2 separate regions of the Hordeum vulgare genome follow, and region 1 is linked to region 2. Evidence: chromatin contacts called from public Hi-C data. All regions are on one chromosome and are shown on one strand. Each heading gives the region's core, a stretch centred on a gene start, on an enhancer-like site or on the middle of the called end of the contact. The rest is flanking DNA. Distances are from core to core; before and after follow the strand shown. Region 1 holds the start of LOC123402024 (alpha-1,3-arabinosyltransferase XAT2-like). Region 2 holds the start of LOC123406306 (calnexin homolog).

Region 1 (3,992 bases), core at 911-3,410, 350 kb before region 2:
GAGCGCGTCCCGGAGCGTGGCCCTGAACTTGTCCAGATCCAGCCGGACGTTCTGCTTGTCCAGGTACGCCGCCTTGAGCGCGTCCCACCCCTGCTTGTGCACGGCGTAGGGGTCGGTGAGCACCTGGTGGTTCCGCGGGTACTGCTCCAGCAGCGAGCTCTCCTCCAGCTGCACGTTGTAGTCCATGTACGTCACCTCCATGTCCGCCGCCGGGTTCTTGAAGGTCACGCCGGTGAGCCACTCCAGCCCTCCGAACGGCACCACCTGGATCAGCACGGCCCCCGCGGGGAGGAACACCATGTTGGTCAGCCCCGCGCCGTGCACGCCCACCATCACGTCCGCGGAGTTCACCAGCCGCGCGAAGGTGGACATGTCGGTGTGCTGGTCGGGCTCCGCGATGCGCACGTCGAAGCCCATGGCGGTGGCGGCGGCCGCCATCTCCCGCTCGTTGAGGAACCGGCGCGAGTTCTTGCGGGAGATGATGAGGAGCCGGGGCTTACCGGCGCCCGTGGCGCCGCCGCGGGACGCGGCCGCGCGCTCCAGCCCGAAGGCGTCGCGGAGGGTGCGCTTGAAGTCGACGATGGAGACGTGGCCGGCGGCCTTGGACGGGATGATGCCCATGTCCTTGTGGAAGTCGGAGCCGACGACGATGCGGGGCACGCAGTGCACCTCCAGGTCGTTGTTGACGTCGACGACTTCGTAGTTGCTGAGCTGCCGGAACAGCGGCCGGAACTTGGCCACCCACCACGGCTTGAGGTCGCTGAGCAGGAACTGCACCTCGCCCTTGAACTTGCGGGTGCTGAGGAAGAGCGGCACCAGCACGTCCGTGTAGTCGTGGTACAGGTTGCCGGAGAAGCCGCGGTTGGAGAACACGAACCCGGGGACGGAGTGGTTCTTGGTGCACGCCGGCGGCGGGGCGTCGGCGGGGAAGGGCTTGAGTACGAACTCCCGGACGTGGGTCATGGCGACGGGGTCGTGGTACCGCGCGTACGGCTTGGTCCTCCATTCCCTGTCCAGCGAGTCGATGTAGATGGTGGAGGCGTTGCCGACCACCCGGATGTCCCCCGCCGCCTCGCACCGCTCCGAACGCTTGCTCGTCATGAAGCAGGTCGGCTTCTTCTTCTTCCCCTTCCCCTTATCCTTATCCTTCCTCCCCGCGCCGGCGCCGGAGACGACGGCAGTCTTCTCCGCCCTCTCCGTGGTGACCTTGGGCACCGGGGCGGCGCTGTCCTCCTCCACATCCTCCTCCGCGTCCTCCTCTGAAACTGGCCAGGGAAAAAGAAACAGTCTTGAGCAACATACATTTCGTCCCCAAATCAGCAATCGGCCGGTTCTAGCTAGCTGAGCCGAACAAGTCAATCGATCCGGAAGACAGCTTGCTTACCTCCGACCGTGGTGGCGGCGGGGGCCGGCTCGTCGTCGTCGGTCTCCATCCGGATGCTGGAGTTCATCTGCTCCTTGAGCTGGTCGTCCGGCTTGCCTGCAGACATCCAAGCTCTCATCCACCCGTCCATCCAAGAACCAGCAAGCTCGACAGCAAACAGAAGGGGAAAGAGGAGGAGGAAGAAGAAGAAGAAGATAGTAGACATACCGAAGGGGGTGGAGCAGTATCTGGCCTTGACGATGCTGAGGACGCAGAGGGAGAGGAGCATGGCGGCGATGATGACGCCGTTGCTGACCCGCCGCGGCTCCTGCCGGCTCCGCAGCGAGGCCTTCATCTCCGACGCCGACCCCAGCGCGCCCTCCCCCGACCCCGGCTAGATCTGGGGCAGCAGGCGGCACGGAGTCAGCTCCCTTGCTTGCTTGCTGGGCTTTGCTTGCTGCCTGCCTGCCTCCTCCCAAGGAGGAAGACTCTTCTCGAGACGGAGAGAGAGAGAGGAGAGAGGAGAGATGCTTTGAAACTTTCTCGTGCCGAGCTGGATCTGGATGGGCCTCAGCTGCTCTGCTCTGCTCGCTGATGATTAAACGAGGGTGGTAATAAAGAATCGGAATGCTCTCTCCTTGGCAACTCATAAGTGAGGGATTATTGCAGCAAAATGGAGGATGATTAGCAGACTGGCCCCTGGGATTAGCCGGCCGGCCGTCGTCGTGTGGAGAGACTGGCAGGCACGACGTAGGACGTGGTGGACCGTTGACCAGACCGGGCTGGGCCGGGCCCGACCCGCAGTGTTGTTGAGCCACCTCCCCCACCTTATTTCTATGGTGGGATTATTGTTACTTCCATTTTCGGCCGCGGGAAGAGATGTATGTATGTTCGGACCGGCCGACCGAGAGCATGAATGTGGGCATGTACCGGCGAGCGTCACGGGTTTTCCTACGTACCGATGTGCCAACACGCGTGAGTTTGTGTACAGCTGGAGCCAAAGGAGGAGTAACGCTTCCCTTTTTTTCTTTCTACTAGCACAATTACACACGTGCGTTGCAACAGGAGAAAAATGAATAATAAAAAAGTATAGTTCATTGGTAAAAACGCGCGTGGATACTATAAAAAAAGGTGCGCACGTAAGGTCTTAGATTATAAAATATGTACAAAAAAGAACCGAGTGCAAGTACATCATGTCCAAAAATTATAACATTTTCCAAATATTGATGCTTAAGTTAACATGTTACAATATAAATAGTCGGTACGAAATAAAGACAAATATTAATTAGCATTGTATCCTATATAGTATTTGTAAAAATATTTAACATGTAAAATAACAACATATTCAAACTCTACACATTTTTCTAATCAAGTTTCATATATAACACGTTTAAATTGAATTTACGGTTTAAAAGATATTATTATTTGAAAATACATATTTATTCTGAATGAACTTCGAGGTTATTAACGCATATGTGAGGGGTTTAGGTAAAAAAAAATGATTCGCTCTGAGTACAATTTGGACCGCGGGTTATTTAGCACGAAAGTAAGGGGGTTTTGTGTAAAATGTGAAACAAAACGGTTCGGCCTCACTTATAAACGGACTGCAGGTTAATTAGAGGAAACTATAGGGGTCTTTCTGCAAAAATGCCACGACGGACGACAGAAGCCACCGGTGCTTTATTATTAGGGAGAGAAGAGCAACTTGAACGAAACGATCCACACGGACATGAATTTTGTCTGTTTGGGTTGTCCATCCGCCTAGCGGACATGAGGTGAACACGGGTGATCGATGGGCGAACCCAATGCACGAGATGCAAAAAAGCGGACAAGTGAGGCTGCTGGCGTGGAAGACGCATCTTTCCTTCGCTCCCCGCGCCGCCTAGCGCACGACCTCGCCACCGCCGACCCGCCAGCGTTGTTCCTCAGGGCGGTCTTCGCGTCCTTGTCCCATCGGCTCCTCCGTCGAGGCACGCCGACAACATCGGCACCTCCATGCTCTACTGCATCCCCATCATCCTCGGGCTCTTTGCCTTCGTCGTCGTCGCCTCCCTCTCCATCAGCGCCTGCCTCCGCGACCGCTTCAGCCGCTCGCGCCCGTCTCCCCCACCCTCGCCGTTGCCCGGGCCGCACGGGAAGGACGAGGGTAAGAAGGATCGGATCGAGTCACTGCCCCGGTTCACCATACCTTCTGCGCTGGCGGCGCTGCCTAGGAGCTCCCCGGACTGCGTCGTCTGCCTCTCGCATTTAGGTCGAAGACCAAGCTGCGGTTGCTCCCGGCATGCCGCCACGCGTTCCACGCCGCGTGTGTCGCCGCCTGGCTCCGGACCACCCCGACCATCCCGCTCTATCCCGCCATCGTCGCGCCCCGCACCCCTCCATCGCGACCCTCCTCGCCACCGAACAGCCGCTGCCGACACCGGAGCCTGCTGCCGCGAGGAGCAGGGATCGCTCCAGGAGGTTTCGCGTCGAGATGGGAAACGTCAGCACTCGCGGTGGGTCATCGGCCACTTCCACAGGCAGCGGCCTTGAGGAGGGACGGACCGCTGATAGGTGGGACAAGGGTGGACACAAGAGGGGAAGAGCGGACGACGGGAGCACCCAGTTTTGTCTGTCACGGACCCATTTG
Region 2 (4,180 bases), core at 392-2,891:
TTGTCAGGACCAAACATAATTGTGTATGGAGTATCATTGTCAAAGTCCTTGGCGTTCCATCCCACAGCCTGAGGACGGATGTACTTGATATAAGCACCTCCACACTCAAGGCCATTCTGAAGCCTCACTTCAAACTGCAGGACAACTGTCTTGTCCTTCAAAGTAACAGGGTAATCAAGCTCTTTGATTATGGCATATTTCCTGGCTGGCTCACTAACAAGGAGGCCATAGTCTTCATGGCCATCACTCTTCGAGTGCTTCCATGCACCTGTATGGCACATTATATTAACACAATACATGAGTGCAGTACTAAAAGTATTAGTGGAACAACAAATTTTGACAGGAAATGGAGTCGAATGAACAACTGCCAGACAGGCAAAACCTACATTAGAAAAGACATGGGAAACAAGGCAGATAATCAAAGAACAAGAGGCATAAGTTTAACGCAGAAATGCCAATTCTTAGTGAGAAAAACAGGGCATGAACATGAATTAACTGTATGACAAGAGTTGCAAAGAACATCATTTTACAGCTAGCCATCTACTAATCGCAATACTCACAAATCACCATTCCATTTGTACCATCAGAATCCCTATCAAAAAACAATTAGGTCACAAGGTTGCCAAGCCATCATAATTCACCTAGTAATGTTACACTGTTAAGAGCGAGGTGCTGCACTTTGCATCGATCATATGACATGCTAGCAGGGAAACAATACATAGAGCAACAATTTTAATTAACTCGATGGGGATATTGATATAATTATAAAGACAACTACCACAATGCAGACAATTGCTGCATTTTCTCGACGTTTCAAATGCAGCTCATCTACACAAATTAAACTGTCATCACGCAGAAAGGCAGGAACAAGACTATACATCATAGCCAATTCACCTCTCAAAACACATTGCATGTACTCTTCGTTCCTCCGCATTGTTCTATCATATACTGACTAGTGACTACAAATAATCTAACAACTGTGGAGCGCTTATTGTCACCAACAAGACCATGGCAGTGGATGCGTAGCGGATCTGAACTAACGCATCACCATATGTAGGAACAAAGGCAACAATCTGCAAACATATTCTGAATCTCACGGTCGCCAAACGTATCGCTCCCGATAACTCATCGCTACCTCAACTAAACAATTGAATCGAACTCCACATAAAATCGCCTCACAACGTTAGCAGATCAGATTCAGCACCTCGGAAGTCAGTAGAGAATCCCACAGAACGGATCAGAAACCCAGCCACCTGCCGCTAAACCCAAGCACGGATCTCTCACAGATCGAATAACACGCAACGGAAAGGCGGGAGAATCACCTTTGTACTCATCCTTGCCGGACACGATCCAGCTCCCGTCGAAGCTCTCGTCGAAGGACTCGTGGAACAGCTGCGAAACCCCACGCAGAACATCACAAATCTCACCCAAAATTGAGCGGAAAAAAGAACCGGAAGCAGCGACACGAAGCCGGGGAGATGAATTACCGGATCCGACGCGCTGATCTGCGCGAACAGCGCCGAGATCACCAGCAGCGGCAGCAGGAGCACCGCGCGCCCTCCCGTCATCCTCCTCCCCTCCGCGATCTCTCTGGGACCGGAAGAAACTTCCACTGGTGTCGATCTTCGAAGCGACCGATGCCGGGGGAGGAGACGGGTGTAATTGAAGGGGCGACAAGGAACGTTGGACGGCTGGGATGAGGCGGGGTGGAGGATGCGACGGCCGAGATGTGCTGGACGGGGAGGTTGTGTCGCGATACGTGGCGTGAGTCGTTCCGGCCAATCAGGGGCTGCTTAGACGGGATGTTAGCCAACGGAATGGTGCCACGTACGCATGGTGACGCCTGGACCCACCGGGGGCTCCACGTGGAAGCTTTGGGCGGGTTTTTTTCCTCTCACTGACTTTGTCAGATCTTCCTCGAGACTCGAGTGACCTTCTTTTCTGTTCAAACGTGAGTTTTCTTTTTCAGGACTAAAAAGCTTTATTCATACTCCCCGTCTAGAATAAGGCGTAAAATGATAAAATGAATGTACTTAAAATTAATATCATTTAGGTAAATTTATTATTTTACAAGTAATTTTAAATGGAGTGAGTATGAAATAGCGTGTTAAATGTGGGTTTTCGCACTTTAGATGCACCGTCAACCATCAGGCTCCTGACCAGAAAACCACGGGGAGTCCAAGCAACACTCTCTCATCTCTAAGGTCTTGTTCGGTAGCAAAGTATTATAAAAAAACAAAGTATTCAAAATTACAGTAATGAATTTAACATGTAAGCATAAAATGTCATGGTTTTAATATAATAGCGTCCGCGTCGCCCCTGCCGGCGGTTTGGGCGGAACCCTAGCCGCAGCTGTCGCCACCCCCTTCCTCTGCTTCCTCTTCTCTCGTCGTTGGAGGAAGCCAGCGGGCTAGGCCCGGTCGGCAAACGGCGATGGCAAGGCGTTTCCTCACCTTGTTGTGCGCTCTCGCGGTCGGTAGAAGGAAACTGCCTACACATCTCAGGCAGTTGTCCGAGCTGCTTGGGGCCTAAATCCACCTCTCTCTGTGTGTCTATGTGTTTTCATTTGCGCTGGGCTGGACCTCTTGCGAGATTGCATGTTCGGGGTCACGGGCCCACAAAAGTTTTTCAAATTTATATGTTAATAAACTCCTTTTGATTTGTTATTTAATTCTTTGTGGGTTCAATAGAAATTTTATTCCATAGTAACAGGGTTACAATCTGAAGGCCAAATTTCCTCTATACATGGAGGACCTTGATGCAACCACACAGTCATGATGCATTTAGTTCGACTATACCTAGCTAGGCAATCTGCATGCCATGTTTTGATCTCTATGAATTTTCTGAGGAATAAAATCCCTACCGATCAATATAAACTTAATCTCCGAAACCATCTGTCCTTAAGCAGAGTGATCCAAACTATTACTACTCTCTCCGTCCAGGTGTATAAGGCATGCGCGTAGTTCTAGGTCGTTAATTTAACTATTTAAATATATAATATATGTAATAAATAATATATCATTAGATTCATGCGGGGATGTAGTTTTTGAATATGTAATTTTTATGGCATATGATATATATTTAGCTAGTTAAATTAACAACCTAGAACTACGTACATGCCATATACACTTGGACGAAGGTAGTAGAAAGGATAGAATGAGCCTTCAAGAGCTTGTTTGCAATCAAATACTCCCTCCGTTCCTAAATATAAGTCTTTGTAAAGATTTCACTGATGGACCACATACGGATGTATATAGACATATTTTAGAATATACATTCAGTCATTTTGCTACGTATGTAGACATATAGTAAAATCATTTAAAAGACTTATATTTAGGAACGGAGGGAATATGTACCAATATGTAGCAGAACCCACCGAGCCATCCCGTCTTCTCAAAATCATTCCAACAGCTGCCGATCCATCATCTTGCGCATACACCCCATCAACCGAAAGTGCCAACATGCTTTGGATATGTTCTGATGCAACAAAACTAAGCTTGTATTTCCTTTATAAAGTTATATAGCTTTTCTTTTTTCTTAAGTGAAACGTAGCAGTGTACATTGCCAATTTGGCAGGAAATTTAGCAGTGCACATTTTGCACGCAAAAGAGGTGGTCTGTTCAACACCTCTCCTTTTTAATGTCAACCAATTAACTATAATATATTTTGTGAGAACTGCAAGAGCCTTTGCATGTCACTTACTCTTTATATTGGCAAGGACTTGATGTCACGACCGTTTCTAAATAAATGATTTAATTGGAAATCAGCCATGTGCGTCCTTAGTGAAGAAAATATTTCCCATTAACAGACTCAACTTGATGTAAAAAATCAGTAGTACTTAATATTATACAGGTAGAGCGAGGGTTGCTTTACAAATTATTACAACATATTTAAGTCTTAGGATAGATGGAAATGTTACATTTGTCTTGGGGTGAATCTACTGCTCGCGAAAATAAAGAGGGCACGTCACATCAGAGTAATGTGACATGACAAGTACTACTACGCTTTAAGCCTCAGAGTGAAGCTCAACGATTTATTCGAGGTGGCGGAAGCGGTGGAAAAAAAAAACAGTGACGGACTCCAGGAACGCAAGACTAGCTGGGACTCCTGTAGACATCAAACTCGCTATCAAACTCTTCATCCATCAGGTCTCCTTCATCCATATCTGGCCACAACAACA

Evidence for each region. Hi-C and Micro-C count contacts between places; a contact is called where the count stands out from the background.
Region 1: a contact with region 2 is called in a Hi-C map of seedling, with 4 times the contacts expected there. The contact joins the promoter of LOC123402024 here to the promoter of LOC123406306 in region 2. A contact is called at or near these places in 2 of 6 Hi-C or Micro-C datasets (leaf and seedling) and 1 of 1 datasets of contacts at active chromatin or transcription factors (embryo).

The regions. Positions count from the first base shown.
Region 1 is chr6H:45,759,940-45,763,931 of MorexV3_pseudomolecules_assembly, reverse strand. LOC123402024 (alpha-1,3-arabinosyltransferase XAT2-like) reads right to left here and starts at 2,160. Exons shown (of 3, transcript XM_045095879.1): 1 at 1,592-2,160; 2 at 1,385-1,480; 3 at 1-1,265. The coding sequence starts at 1,718. It also overlaps the pseudogene LOC123405046.
Region 2 is chr6H:45,404,266-45,408,445 of MorexV3_pseudomolecules_assembly, reverse strand. LOC123406306 (calnexin homolog) reads right to left here and starts at 1,641. Exons shown (of 6, transcript XM_045099793.1): 1 at 1,488-1,641; 2 at 1,323-1,392; 3 at 1-268. The coding sequence starts at 1,568.